Regions from separate parts of the Neogale vison genome. Here region 2 is linked to region 1. A link is a contact called in public Hi-C data. All regions are on one chromosome and are shown on one strand. Each heading gives the region's core, a stretch centred on a gene start, on an enhancer-like site or on the middle of the called end of the contact. The rest is flanking DNA. Distances are from core to core; before and after follow the strand shown. Region 1 holds the start of MAF (transcription factor Maf). Region 2 overlaps WWOX (WW domain-containing oxidoreductase).

Region 1 (7,330 bases), core at 2,089-4,588:
AAACTTCAGATTTTTGTGGCTAATGATTAAAAAGCCCCAGAAAACTATCACTGTGGACAATGCTAAGTGACATAATATGTTTATGTGACTTAAGCAGTAGATTTTCCTCTGAATACATAAACTATAATCTCTTAACTTCATTACTAGGTAAAATACTGTTTGAGAGGAGGAAAGCAAAGGAGTTCTGTTAGATTGCATAAATATTGACACAATCTTCACTCTTTCTTCCCAACTAGTAATAGACATATTTCATTCCAGCCCTACAAAGTGCTCCCATAAAACCAAAACTATCCTTATAAACAGCTTCTCTGCAGCAATAATGAAAAGGGAAAAGTACTTTTCTGGAAAATACCAATGGCACTGGCCTTTTTAGGGTTATGATGTGCCTACAAACTTTGGGGGGAGCCTTTCATTAGGGACTCTGGGTTTGAAGGCTGCCAGCAGCAGAGAAATTAACACAAGTCTAATCTGGTGTAAGAAGCCAAGGAGTGACACCTAAGGTCTCATTATAAATAGTAAAGTATGCTGTGGGGTGGGCGAGAGCAGTTCTGAAGTGCAATGTTCAAGCAGCTGGCTTAATATATGACTAAGTGTCAGAAGTCAGGTTTTCTGAGAATTACTTTTCAGATAAACAACTTTATAGCACTGCACTTAATCATACTTACTAGAGACATCTCATTTATCACCGAATTACAAGTAACTTTAATTCTATTGATATTGCCATAAAGCCCGTTGAAAATCCATCCTGGCACTTTTAAGGGGTTTAGGGCCCTGTTACAGGGGATTCAATTGCAAAAGTCTCTCATCAGAACCAGACTGCGAAGGCTTCTGTGTCTCGCCTTTTTTGTTAACGAACAAGGGGGACAGAAGGGAAAAAGGATTCCTGCACCTGCCAGCACTGTCCTTAGCACCTTTCCTACAAGGTTGTGTTCTCCCACTGCAGTCAAACTAACTCTCTGTGCCTCGGTACCCCCTCCCACCTTGGAAAACCAGCTTCTTTTCACTTCATCAACAAAACTGGACACGGACCAATTTCAACTGACCTTTGCCGAAAGGTGGCGCTGTTGAGGTAAAAATCCAACAATAGTTCTCACTCGGATTCTTTTGCAGGCTTTTCAGATTTTTTTTTTTTTAAGTGCGCCCTCCTAGCATCTCCCCCTCCCATAAAGTAAAATAAATATGATTAACACCAAATGCATTTCATTAATTGGAGGAATCAACAGTCTCAATATCCAAGTAGGCGGTCTGGTCTTCCAAAACGCTGGGTCGGCTTGGCTCACGCTTGCTTTCCCCCAAATAAATCTCGGTTTCTCCGACTTGCCTATCGCTTTAAAATCTTAGAAACAGTTGTTGGTTCTTTCTTTTCTCTTTCTTTCTTTCCTTTTTCTTTTTTGCATAAGCTTTAAAAGAATCCGTCTAGAAAACTGAATAGTTATTCGCATTTGCAACGGGGAGGGGGAGAAACAGCGCCCCCCACCCAACCCCCACTGTGGGTTTCCGGGCTGGTCCGAGAAACCGCGGTTTAAAACTTAACCCTTCGAGGGGAGCTGGCGAAGGCTGGGGTGTTGTTTCCCCCCAACACATACACCCCTTGCTCCTCTCCACGGCCAAGTCTGAAATACTTAATTGAAATGTGAAAGTGCAAAGCGCGCGCGGGACCGTCCCTGATAAACAGGGGTCAGATTTCATAAGGGGGTGGGTGTGCGTGAGAGAGAGAGAGGAGAGAGAGAGAGGAATATGAATACGAATCTCAAAGGCCAAACTCGGGCCAGTGTCGGAAGCCAGAGGGCTGAGCTGGGCTGACCCGACTCGGAGCTTCCCTGGAGTTAACTCGCGTAGGCGTTCGCTCTCCCCACGCCGCCCTCCCAAGGGCACGCGACGCCAGCCGGCAGCCAGTCCCCGCGCGTAATGGTCCCTGAACAACTTATTTCCCCTCCTTCAAGGAGGGTAGTAAAACGGGCTTTCTCCCCGCGCGGACCCGGAGCCACTCGGGCTGCCCCCGGCGAGGCGGCGTCCTGGGCGCAGTCGGAACCCTGAGCCCCCCCCCACTCCCCGCGCCCCTGCGCCCCTGAGCGCGGGCTCCAGGGAAAGGGACAAAGAGTTTGCGCTCTTTGGCTCAAAGGGCCAAGTTTGAGCTCCCCGCAGCTACGCACCGGGAAGGCAGCGCCCCCCCCGCCCCCCCGCCCCGGGCAGACGCCTTGGTGCCAAAGCTGGAGCGAGGAGAAGCAGCTCCGGAGCGAATTCACAGTCCCGGGGATGGGGGCTGCCCGGGAAGGGGAGTCACGCCAATCCCCGCAGAGCGAGTGGAAGGCAAGCCGGCGCTCCGGAAGGCAGACCTCTCTCGTGCTCCTAAGTAAAGCAATCGCCCTCCCCGTCCTCCCGGGTTCCCGCAGTCCTTCTGGACTACTCCTTCCCCTCTCGCACCAAACTTTGCGCCGGGCTTTGCTCTCTTCCCGGGAGGCTGCGGCGCGGGAAGGGTTAAGCCCTCTCGTCCCAGCTGACAGTCAGCTGATTGGACCCTGATTGACAGCTCCGAAAAGTTTCCTTGTTTCTATCTATTATGCTAATCGCGGCCGCTCACGTCGCCTCCCATTGGCTCGGAGTACCAGTCAATTTCCCATTTGGGCCTGACGTCACAAGTGCTATAAAACTCAGCAATTGCTTTAAACTCTTCTTGCTGGATCAGAGGCTTTAAAATCTTTTTTCATCTTCGAGCTGTAGCTCGGGCTGCTCTTCGGCTCGGCCTCCCCCCCTTTTGCTCTCTGCCTCGCCTTTCCCCAGGACTTCGCTATTTCGCTTTAAAAAAAAAAAAGGCAAGAAAGAACTAAACTCCCCCCTCCCTTTCCTCCAGCCGGGCTGCACCTCTGTCTTGCACTTTGCACGGAGAGCGCGCGCGAGGGAGAGAGAGAGGAAAGAGAAAAATAATAATAATAATAATAAGAGCAGGCAGAAGAGAAGGCGAGAAGCATGAAGTGTTAACTCCCCCGTGCCAAGGCCCGCGCCGCCGGACAGCCGCCCGCCGCGCCTCCAGCCCCGAGCGGCCGCCGCGCGCGCCCCGCCTGCAGCCCGGGCCGGCGAGGCGAGCCCTCCTTATGCAAAGCGCGCAGCGGAGCGGCGAGCGGGGGACGCCGCGCACCCGGCCGGGCTCCTCCGGCTTCGCCGCCGCCGCCGCCACCGCAGCCCGCGGAGGACCTTCCCGAGCCTGAAGCCGCCGGCTCGGCACGCACGGAGGCGAGCAGGCGAGGAGGGGCCGGGGCGAGCGAGCGAGCACATTGGCGTGAGCAGGGGGGAGGGAGGGCGGGCGCGGGGGGCGCGGGCAGGGCGGGGGGTGTGTGCGCGCTCGGAGGTTTCGGGCCAGCCACCGCCGCGCGAGCTAGAAGCGCCCCAGCCCGGCAAGCTGGCTCACCCGCTGGCCACCCAGCACAGCCCGCTGGCCCCTCTCCTGCAGCCCATCTGGCGGAGCGGCGGCGGCGGCGGCGGCGGCGGCGGCGGCAGGAGAATGGCATCAGAACTGGCAATGAGCAACTCCGACCTGCCCACCAGTCCCCTGGCCATGGAATATGTTAATGACTTCGATCTGATGAAGTTTGAAGTGAAAAAGGAACCGGTGGAGACCGACCGCATCATCAGCCAGTGCGGCCGTCTCATCGCCGGGGGCTCGCTGTCCTCCACCCCCATGAGCACGCCGTGCAGCTCGGTGCCCCCTTCCCCCAGCTTCTCGGCGCCCAGCCCGGGCTCGGGCAGCGAGCAGAAGGCGCACCTGGAAGACTACTACTGGATGACCGGCTACCCGCAGCAGCTGAACCCGGAGGCGCTGGGCTTCAGCCCCGAGGACGCGGTCGAGGCGCTCATCAGCAACAGCCACCAGCTCCAGGGCGGCTTCGATGGCTACGCGCGCGGGGCGCAGCAGCTGGCCTCGGCGGCCGGGGCCGGCGCCGGCGCCTCCCTGGGCGGCAGCGGCGAGGAGATGGGCCCCGCCGCCGCCGTGGTGTCCGCCGTGATCGCCGCGGCCGCCGCGCAGAGCGGCGCGGGCCCGCACTACCACCACCACCACCACCACCACGCCGCCGGCCACCACCACCACCCGACGGCCGGCGCGCCCGGCGCCGCGGGCAGCGCGTCAGCCTCGGCCGGTGGCGCGGGCGGCACGGGCGGCGGTGGCCCGGCCAGCGCCGGGGGCGGCGGCGGCGGCGGCGGGCGGCGGAGGCGGCGGGGGCGCGGCGGGGGCGGGGGGCGCCCTGCACCCGCACCACGCCGCGGGCGGCCTGCACTTCGACGACCGCTTCTCCGACGAGCAGCTGGTGACCATGTCGGTGCGCGAGCTGAACCGGCAGCTGCGCGGGGTCAGCAAGGAGGAGGTGATCCGGCTGAAGCAGAAGAGGCGGACCCTGAAAAACCGTGGCTATGCCCAGTCCTGCCGCTTCAAGAGGGTGCAGCAGAGACACGTCCTGGAGTCCGAGAAGAACCAGCTGCTGCAGCAGGTCGACCACCTCAAGCAGGAGATCTCCAGGCTGGTGCGCGAGAGGGACGCGTACAAGGAGAAATACGAGAAGTTGGTGAGCAGCGGCTTCCGAGAAAACGGCTCCAGCAGCGACAACCCGTCCTCTCCCGAGTTTTTCATGTGAGTCTGACACGCGATCCCACAGCTAGCCACCTTGATAAGTGCTCCGTGGGGGTCCGACTCGGGTGTGGGCTTGCTAGTTCCAGAGCCGTGCTCGCCGCCACCTCGCCCCCTCCCCTGCTGAGATTGCCCGATGCCCCTGCACACACACACACACACACACACACGCGCGCGCGCGCGCACAGACACACAACACACACGCACACGCACACACACACACACACACACGCACACCCTGCTCCAAGTTGGCGGTGGTGGTGGCTGTTTTTAAATGGGGAGGGAGTGAATGTCTGGCTCATGGATTGCCAATTCTGAAATTCTCCATAACTTGCTAGCTTGTTTTTATTTACACCTCCCCTACACACACACACACACACACACAATGTTCAAAGATCTCAGCAGAGTTCTTCATGCTCACCTTTGAAGCCTGCATCATTCACAGTGTTTTGTTTTGTTTTGTTTTTTTTCTCCTTCAGTTCATGGGCTGGTGTTCATTTTCTGTGTGTGTGTGTGTGTTTTATTTTGTTTGGATTTTTTTTTTTTTAATTTTACTTTTTGGAGCTTGCTGTGTTGGCCTTTTCCCCAACCTTCACCTTCACGCCCTCTTCACCCATCTCCCCACGAGATAAAAGAAAAACAAAAAAAAAAGCTAAGTTTTTTTTTTCTCCTCCTGAGTTCTTCATGTGAGATTGAGCTTGCAAAGAAAAAAAAAATGTGAAATGTTATAGACTTGCAGCGCGCTGAGTTCCTTCGGGGTTTTTAGCATTGTTATGCTAAACTAGAGAAAAAAAAAATCCTCATGAACCTGCCACAATCAAGCCTGCATCAACCTTCTGGGTGTGACTTGTGAGTTTTGGCCTTATCATGCCAAATCTGAGAGTTTAGTCTGCCATTAAAAAACTCATTCTCATCTCATGCATTATTATGCTTGCTACTTTGTCTTAGCAACAATGAACTATAACTGTTTCAAAGACTTTATGGAAAAGAGACATTATATTAATAAAAAAAAAAGCCTGCATGCTGGACATGTATGGTATAATTATTTTTTTTTCTTTTTTTTTTTCTTTTGGCTTGGAAATGGACGTTCGAAGACGTATGGCATGGCATTCATACTTTTGTTTTAATTGCCTCATGACTTTTTTGAGTTCAGAACAAAAAAGTGCCACCCTAGAGCCTTCTTCCCATGAAAGTTTGCATCTGCTCCAAAACTGCTTTGAGTTACTGAGAACTTCAGCCTCCCATTGTAAATGCACTGAAGGCATTCCTTGTCAAAGATGCCAGAATGGGTTAAAAATTTAACATGGCAAACATTAAAAGAACTCTTAATGTTTTCTTTTTAATAAGAATGACACCCCACTTTGGGGACTAAAATTGTGCTGTTGTGGAAAGCAGTCTAAATTTATTTTTTAAGAAAAAAAGAAATCTGCCCCATTATTTTTGGTTTGTTTTATTTTTATTATTATTATTATTTTTTTTTTTGGCTTTTGGTCATTGTCAAATGTGGAATGCTATGGGTTCCTAGTATATAATTTAATTCTAGTTTTTATAATCTGTTAGCCCAGTTAAAATGTATGCTACAGATAAAGGAATGTTATAGATAAATTTGAAAGAGTTAGGTCTGTTTAGCTGTAGATTTTTTAAAAGATTGATGCACTAAATTGTTTACTGTTGTGATGTTAAGGGGGGTAGAGTTTGCAAGGGGACTGTTTAAAAAAAAAGTAGCTTATACAGCATGTGCTTGCAACTTAAATATAAGTTGGGTATGTGTAGTCTTTGCTATACCACTGACTGTATTGAAAACCAAAGTATTAAAGGGGAAACACCCCTGTTTATATCTGTAGGGGTATTTTACATTCAAAATGTATGTTTTTTTTTTCAAATTTAAAGTATTTGGGACTGAATTGCACTAAGATATAACCTGCAAGCATATAATACAAAAAAAATTTGCAAAACTGTTTAGAACGCTAATAAAATTTATGCAGTTATAAAAATGGCATTACTGCACAGTTTTAAGATGATGCAGATTTTTTTACAGTTGTATTGTGGTGCAGAACTGGATTTTCTGTAACTTAAAAAAAATCCACAGTTTTAAAGGCAATAATCAGTTAAATGTTATTTTCAGGGACTGACATCCTGTCTTTAAAAAAAAAAAAATGAAAAGTAAATCTTACCACAATAAATATAAAAAAATCTTGTCAGTTACTTTTCTTTTACATATTTTGCTGTGCAAAATTGTTTTATATCTTGAGTTACTAACTAACCACGCGTGATGTTCCTATGTGCTTTTCTTTCATTTTCAATTCTGGTTATATCAAGAGAAAGAATAATCTACAATAATAAACTGCATTTTTTTTTTGATTCTGTGCTCAGTTTCTTAGTGTACAATTTAACTGGGCCCAAAACTGCATTAGAAGTGTAAGATGCATCCTTTTCTCCAGAGGCAGGATTCATGGAGGTGTAGGGAGGCAGTAATTCAGGGCGAAACATAGGCAGTTTTGTGAGGTGGGAGGCCATCCCTTTGAATAATTAGAAATATTTAATATAAATGCAAATTATGACCTCTCAAAATGCAGTCCCCCCCCCCCACAAGCCCCCCCTTCCATGCAAAGTTTTCAGTTTTCAAGTGAGTTGAGACATCATTGCCCTCTGGTGAAAACAAACAAACAAAATCCCAACCAGAGTAGGGCCTGCTCGGCAAGCATTGCCCTT
Region 2 (7,330 bases), core at 3,270-5,769, 720 kb after region 1:
GGTCTCTTAGAAGCACCCTCCCTGTGGGCAGCTTACTACTACCCCAGTCCAGGGCCACTTTCCTGGCACATCCCCCTCACTGGCAGAATTACAGTGACTTTAATGGCAGTGCACCTTCCATTCATGGCCTTTCCTCGCTCCAGGTTAGGGCGGCTTCCTAGGGAGTCCCACCAGGACACACCCGCAGGGCAAACACTGCAACCCATGGACCATGGTGGCTGGATCCCAGTGCTGGGGGTGGGAACCCCGCTTCCTAATTCCTTCCTTCCGTGGGTGTGCTGGCTCAGCCTTCAGAGTAGAGGCTGCTCCCAGACCTGCACTCCCTTTAGTAGCCAATAATACTTTACTGTAGTTAATAGATCTTTATATTAAATTTTCCTGATTAAAATCTGTGGGTGGTTTGTTTCCTGATTGAATCTTGACTGACATGGTAACAGAAGGCAAGCAAAGACTTTGCTGTGCTTCCTAAGTTACTAACGACTTTATTTATATTTATTATGTTTGTTTGCTGTGGTGTGCTCGACATGTTATAGGCCTTGGTAAATCTTGGCAGATAGGCAGGTAACAAGGAAGGAAGGGAGAGAGAGAGGAGAAAGGGAAGAAAGAAGGAGAAGGAGGCGGATGAATGGACCGATGGCTGGATGGTGACCCCCCACCCCCACCCCACGTGGCATCACATGGTTTACAGCAGGGCCTGGGATGCAGTAAGCACTCGTGAAATAGTCATTCGCGTCTCCAAAGACCTTCCGGGACTTCTACTGAACCGCTTCTGTCCTTCCACCAACTACCTGGAATCCTGAAATGCCCTACTATCAAGTAAATGCCAGAGCCTAAAGTCTGGGCCTGCCTTGTGACTCTCCTGAAGAAAAACAGCAACAACAACATGAACAGAGGCAGGAGGAGGAAAGAAAGCCTCTTGGGACCAGATCTGGAACTTCTGGTGCTTGTTTTCAGACTGATGATCAAAAGAGAATGGAAACAGACCGCCGCCCCTACACTGTGGTGCACCCAGCTTCCTGCTTGCAGAGACGTGCTCCTTTCTCTTTGATTGGAGAGCTTCGTCTGGGTCAGCACCTAATTTCTGGTGTGAATATTCTCTTTCCCATTCTACAAAAAGACCTACCGGTAGGCTGTGAAATGAGCATTTCACGAAAGCATAAAATGCGCCTGATAATTAAAATGCTCAGCAATTAGAGTAATGAACTACACTCCAATCTCCTGAGTTAATTTCATAACCTCAGAAAATTATAAAGAAAAACTATTTGGAGATTAGAAACCTCTAAAGGATTTTTTTTTTTCTTGTTGACTCATCTATCATGTTTCGCTTTGTTTAGAATTTCATTCTCCTTCAACTGTTTTTCTTCTGTGGCCCCGTTGCTTTGGAATCAAACTGGTCATCCTTGTCTGCTCACAAAATAAACCAAGGAGAAAGCTACAAAATCCCAAAGCCAAGAGTTACGATTAGCTAGTAAAACACATAATAAGAATATAATACAGCTAATGAAAGAGCACAAGGGTATTTAATACCAAACCCCTGATGTAAATAACAATTGTCTATTTCAATTACTGTTTTTACTTCAAATTCCAAACAGTACTAGAAGAAATTAGCACAGTAGTAACTCGTGGTGCTAAAATGTAGCCATGAACCCAAAGAAAACAAGAACAAAAAGGCATCTGAGTGTCAAAATGGATGTGGCTTTCTTCAAAGGAGACACACGAATGACAAATAAGCACATGAGAAGATGTGTTCAACATCATTAGTCATTACAGAAATGCAAATCATAATCACAATGAGATATCACTTCAACTCACATTAATAGAAGGGCTATCATAAAAAAAGAGGAAACTAACAAGTTTCAGTGAGGGTGTGGAGAATGACATACTGCCGGCGGGAATGTGAAATGGTACAAGTGTTGTGGAGAACAGTTTGGCAGCTTCTCCAAAGGTTAAGCCTACAACTACCACGTGACCCGGAAATTTCATTCCTAGGTATACATCCAGAAGAACTGAAAGCAGGGACAGACATTTGCACGCTGGTGTTTACAGCGACATTATTCACAATAGGCAAAAGATGGAAGCAATCCAAGTACTCACCAGGAGATGAACAGATTAACAAAATGTGGCATAAAGGCATACAACGGTACACTATCCAGCCATAAAAAGAATGAAATTTTGATATATGCTACAACATGGATAGACCCTAAAAACATTATACGTAATGGGGGTGCCTGGGTGGCTCAGTTGGTTAAAAATCTGCCTTTGGCCCAGGTCATGATCTCAGGGTCCTGGGATTGAGCCCGAAGTCCGGCTCCCTGCTCAGTGGGAAGTCGGCTTCTCCCTCACACTCTGCTCCCACGCCTCCCCCTACTCTTGCATAAGTTCTCTCTCTCTCTAATAAATAAACAAAATCTGTTAAAAATAATTCTGTGAAATGAAATAAAATAGACACAGTTGGACAATATTGTAGATTCTACTTACAGGAGATACCCAGAATAGACAAATGCACTGAAGCAAAAGGAAGAGGTCAGTGGGACCTCTGGGAGTGGAGAAGGAGGAGCTCTTGTCTAATGGGCACAGAGTTTACGTTTGGGACGATTAAAACAAAACATGGGACGATTGGGATGGTTAAAACAACAACAACAAAAAAAACACAAAAAAACAAGAAACAAAACATTAAGAATAGACAGTGGTTATACAACACTGTGACTAAAATTAATGCCACTGATTTGTACACTTAACAATGCGTAAAATGAAATTTTTGTATTATGTATCTTTTACCACAACAACGGATGCCACATGCAGGCACGCTAACTTCTATGTACCGTCTCATGAAAGAGCTGGAGGCCCTTACCCTGGGCCTGTTTACTCTCATTTTACAAAGAACTCTAACGAATTTGATTAATTAGATTCCTCATCTTAAAGTTCTGGTAAGAGCTCACTCACGAGGCCCCTGCATGTTTTCGTAAGGTTGGCATATGGCTGGGAGGGAGGAAGAAGAGCAGGGCTCTCTGCCAGTCCTGAGTGAGTCAAGTGTATCTGATGAAATCCTTTTTAGAATAGCCTGGGAAATAGTGTTTTTAGAATAGCCTGGAAATAGCCCGGGGTGAGGCATGTCGTCTGTCTAATCTCCTGCACTTGGCATGTGGAGGCTGACCCGGACAGCACCCATCCCATCAACTGTCAGGGTGTGTGTGTGTGTGTGTGTGTGTGTGTGTGTGAACTTCTTGGCCACAGTTGTTACCTACCATGGAAAGGCTTGGAACAAAAAGTTCTGGAGATGTGAAATTTCTGAACAACAACAGCAAGTAAAAAAAATCTCCAACTGGTGACCAGAAGGAGCTCTAAGTAGAATAGAAACAAAAAAGACCCAGCGAGAGCAGCAGGATCAGTGGGAGAGGGACATGAAGCGGAAGGCGGGCTGCGAGGGCTCTCCACGCCGGTCCAGGGGAGTCCCCAGGCCGGCAGGTGGGGCACAGCAGGAGCGTTCAGGCTGTGGTCGTGGTGGCCGGGGCAGGGGCTAGGGCGGTGTCACTCACAGTGGGGACCACCTCCCCCAGAAGCTCGTGAGAAATGCAGGTTTCTCCTACAGAGGGGATGATGCTTTGCTGCTGGTTTCTCTCCCTGTCAGTTCCTTTTTGGGGCCACCGCCAGGGTGAATCCACTAGAAACTCTGCCTGATCTGACTCTGACTTAGAGCCTTCGGTGTTCTCACGTCTCAGTGAGCAGATGTCTATGCCCTCAAGGCACAGCTTAGTATGTGACCACTTGCACGGACGACAGTGAATTCCTTCAGAACGCCGCTGTGTCCCATGGAAGGCCAGTACATCTCTGCTATGAACAACAGCGAGGAACCGCCCACGGGTAGAGTGGCCGCCACTGCGCCCCCCCATGCTGCGGGCGTCACCTCAGTGAACGCGCACGGCCTCCCCAGGTCGGTACTAGTCTTGCCCCCATTTTGCAGCTGGGGGCACTGAGGCTTAGAGAGACTCAAGCAGCTTGTCCAAGGTTACTGCAGGTGAAAGGCAGGAGCCAGGGACCCAAACAGGCAGCACCCTGGGACCCCACGCGGGTGAGTAAAGGATGAGAGGAAAGAACGTCAGGGCAAGAGGGAGGAGGGACGAGGGTGCAGTTTCTGCAGAAGCAGGCAACGGGCTTGTGATCCTCCAAGCCCACTCCCAGAAGGGGCATCTCCCAGCAAGAACGAATTCCCACCCACCAAGAGGACAAGGAGGCCAAGTGGGGCTGGCGGAGCAGGCATCTCGGGTCAAGCTCCCAGAGAAAGTGGCACTTGCCAAGTTCTGATATGACTGAAAGGCAATGCTGGCCGGGCTGGAGGCGGCCCCCCTCCTGCTGGCGGGAGCACGAAGCTATCTAACAACACCCAGCCTCGTTTCGAAACGGGCTGAGGCCGGAAGACCAAAAACACTGTGGCCCCCGTAAACTGCTGAGTGTGGGAGAAGCACAGTGACTTCTCAGCAAAGATGGTGAAATGATTTTTATCCTGGAGCACCAGCTGATCCTACTCACAGTGCCACTTCTGGACTATTTGGAGCAAATATTTCACATACCCTGTGCAGCTGGTGCCACTCCAAGCATGATCTGGGCAGAGGCCCAAACGTACAGTGGGTGGGAGGCAGAGGGAGAGAAGGGCTTCCCTGGCTCCAAGGTGGGAAAGGAAACAGATCAGAGTCTTCGGGTGCTGGGGTGTGCACAATCCCATGGACACCTCCAGAGCACTCGGCGGGACAATTAGAAAGAGGAGAGAAAGCTCCACTACACTAACAATTAAGATTTGGACATGCCATCCCTGAATATTGGGGAAATTAGTCAAAATCAGATGAGTTAAGAGAATAATCAAAAGAAGACAAAAACGCATGGGTACCACAGAACAACTCTGTTGAACAAACACTTAGAAGTACCTACTATGTGCAGGGCGGCGTGCTAGAGGCTGCACGTACTGCCGTGACGGGATAAGGCTTTGCTTCAAAGGCAGCAACTGAGCAATGAGAAATTCTTCGGAAATCAGAGGAACTGGGGCTGAGAAATTTGGAATGGAGACTTCTGCTTGTATTGTACGTGAAAAGAGTTCATGTCCGTCTTCCCAAGCTAGACGATGCTTCCTACAACCTCCCGGAGGCCCGAAGCTGGGCCTAGGCCACCGCATGGTGCGTGGCAAGTACTCCGCAAGTGTCGGCTGGGCTGAATAGGAATGAGTCCACGTGGACATAAACACGCGAGGGCCAGAGGAGAAACCACGGGCAATGCCTGGGATGGCTGAGGACGAACACGGAGCATGCCGGCACGGCTGGGATGCTGGGAAAGCAGGACTTGGAAGGAAATGTGAGGCTTTCTCATAACCGTAGGAATGATGCCCGGTGACAGTGGCTTTCTGGCCCTATAGTACGAGTCCTTCAGGTGGAGAACTGTTTTTTGGAAATTCAGTTTTGTGTCCTCAGAGTCTTTGGTGGACTGGGAATGTTCCATGTGTTTCCCAGATGGCACACTCAGTTGGGCTTCTACACGGGGAGAGCTGTTGCCCCCCCGGTCCCCGCTGCCTGGAAAACCGTTCCCCGCCTTTGTGGTGGTGGTGGTGGTGGTTTGTGGAACATTCAGCCTTCAGTAGCACCTAACATTCATTAAGCTAAGTGCAGTCCATTGGGTCCCTCACGAGTATCATCTTGTTTCATCTGCACAAGAAGGGGGCACTCATATAATCCCCCAGAATGATAATAGTACTTGCTTGTTGTGCAGATATAGAAACTGATACAGAAACTGAGGCCCAGGGAGGTTAAGCGACTTGGCCCACATCACACAGCTGGGAAGTAGCGGAACCAGGACCTGAAACCAGACAGTACGAATCCAGAGCTGTTCTCAACCACAGTGGGCTGCTGCCTCCCACTCAGGTGAAGAGGAAGCTCCAACAGACAGTTTTCCTGGTAAACTGCCCCTCCTCCGTGCTCCGTGAACAGCCCGTGACTACTGTTATTACTGCTCTGCCACTCCCACAGGGTGGGTGGTCTGCGGCCTTACGCTCTGAGTTTCTCATGCCAGGGGTGGGTCTCACTGCCTCTGTGGCCTCACGAGAGGCTCTGTGCGCGGGGATACCCAGTCACTGTCTGCTCAGCTCAGCTGGAGGCGGGGGCGGAGGCACACAGCTTTTCTTAAGCTTTAACTTGCAAGCGAGTCACCTGGAGATTTTGTGAAAATGCAGATTCTGACTCAGCAGCTCTGGGGTCAGCAGGAGGCTCTGCATCCCCAGGGGTGCTGGGCAGGCGTTTGGAGTGGCGATGGGGGAGATGGCAGGGTAGTGACAGAGCTGCCTCGGGCCCCTAACTGAAAAACTCCTGACTCCGTGATCTTGGGCAAATCAATTCATGGCTTGGCCTCAGTTTCCTGATCTGTACACAGAGAACAACTGCGCCCACCTTATAGTGACCAAGGGGGTAAAATCTGAGAACTCTTTAATCTGAGAAATTCTCTTGATATTTATTCATTGACTCATTCTCTTTGTTGGAGTTTCTTGAATCTCTCCTGGATTGTCTTTTGTGTCTTGCATGGCACACGCATGTACACAGGCACGCCCACACGTACACACAAAAATGAAGCAGCAATGACCCCCTTTCAGGTTGGCCTACCCTGACCTTGGCTTTATGGCAGGCTCCCTTCCCTAACTCGGAGGCAGTTGTCTTTCTCCTCACACCAAGGAGGCGGCTATGGGAATTCAGCAAGGAATGTGCGACTTTAAAGGTGATCTTGCGCCACAAAGAGGCTACAGCGCCACCAAACCCAAATCCACAGAGGCCACCAGTGGTTCTTGTTAAAGACCAGATGGGGGGGACCAGATGTCGGGAGGAACCCAAGTGTGTCAGGCCGTCAGCTGTCCCAAACCAACCAACCTCGGCTAGACCGGTGGGAGGCCTGAGGTCAAGAGCTGTGCGCCCACCACAAACCACAGAGAAAGTCCGGGGGTAGCGAGGGGAGAAGGAAAAGCAACAGACCAACCACAGGCTCAGCAGACACACATTTCTCCCTGGTGACAAGAGGCATGTTTGTTGGCCCCGGGGCCGAGAGAGGGCCTTGGACAGGTAAACAAAACGGGATGAAAAATTTAAATGCTAAAGAGTTTGCTCTGAAAACTTGTGTCTTTTAAATTTGTGGGGAAACAGGCTGAGAAAATGCAAACAGATTAGGAAAGACAAGCAGACCGAACTTTTCAAGGGCTTTTCTTTCCGGCCCGTTCTGCTGATGGCCCACTGCACACCGAAGCTGGACACGATGGGTCCCTTACCCCCTTCAGCGGCAGTGTAACAGAAATAGCTGAAAACCTTTT

The links. Hi-C and Micro-C count contacts between places; a contact is called where the count stands out from the background.
Region 2: a Hi-C map of fibroblasts shows a contact between it and region 1, with 7 times the contacts expected there. The contact joins the enhancer-like site here to the promoter of MAF in region 1. A contact is called at or near these places in 2 of 3 Hi-C or Micro-C datasets (fibroblasts and muscle).

What each region holds. Positions count from the first base shown.
Region 1 is chr7:8,085,636-8,092,965 of ASM_NN_V1, forward strand. It overlaps MAF (transcription factor Maf), which reads left to right and starts at 3,339. Exons shown (of 3, transcript XM_044255681.1): 1 at 3,339-4,195; 2 at 4,197-4,621. The coding sequence starts at 3,500.
Region 2 is chr7:8,800,357-8,807,686 of ASM_NN_V1, forward strand. All of the region lies in intron 8 of WWOX (WW domain-containing oxidoreductase), which reads right to left. Among named protein-coding and RNA genes, the nearest start is that of WWOX, 550 kb to the right of the region's middle. Within about 2 kb of position 4,520, the one cell type or tissue checked has open chromatin away from gene starts, as enhancers often do. A contact at or near this core is called in fibroblasts, where this site is marked.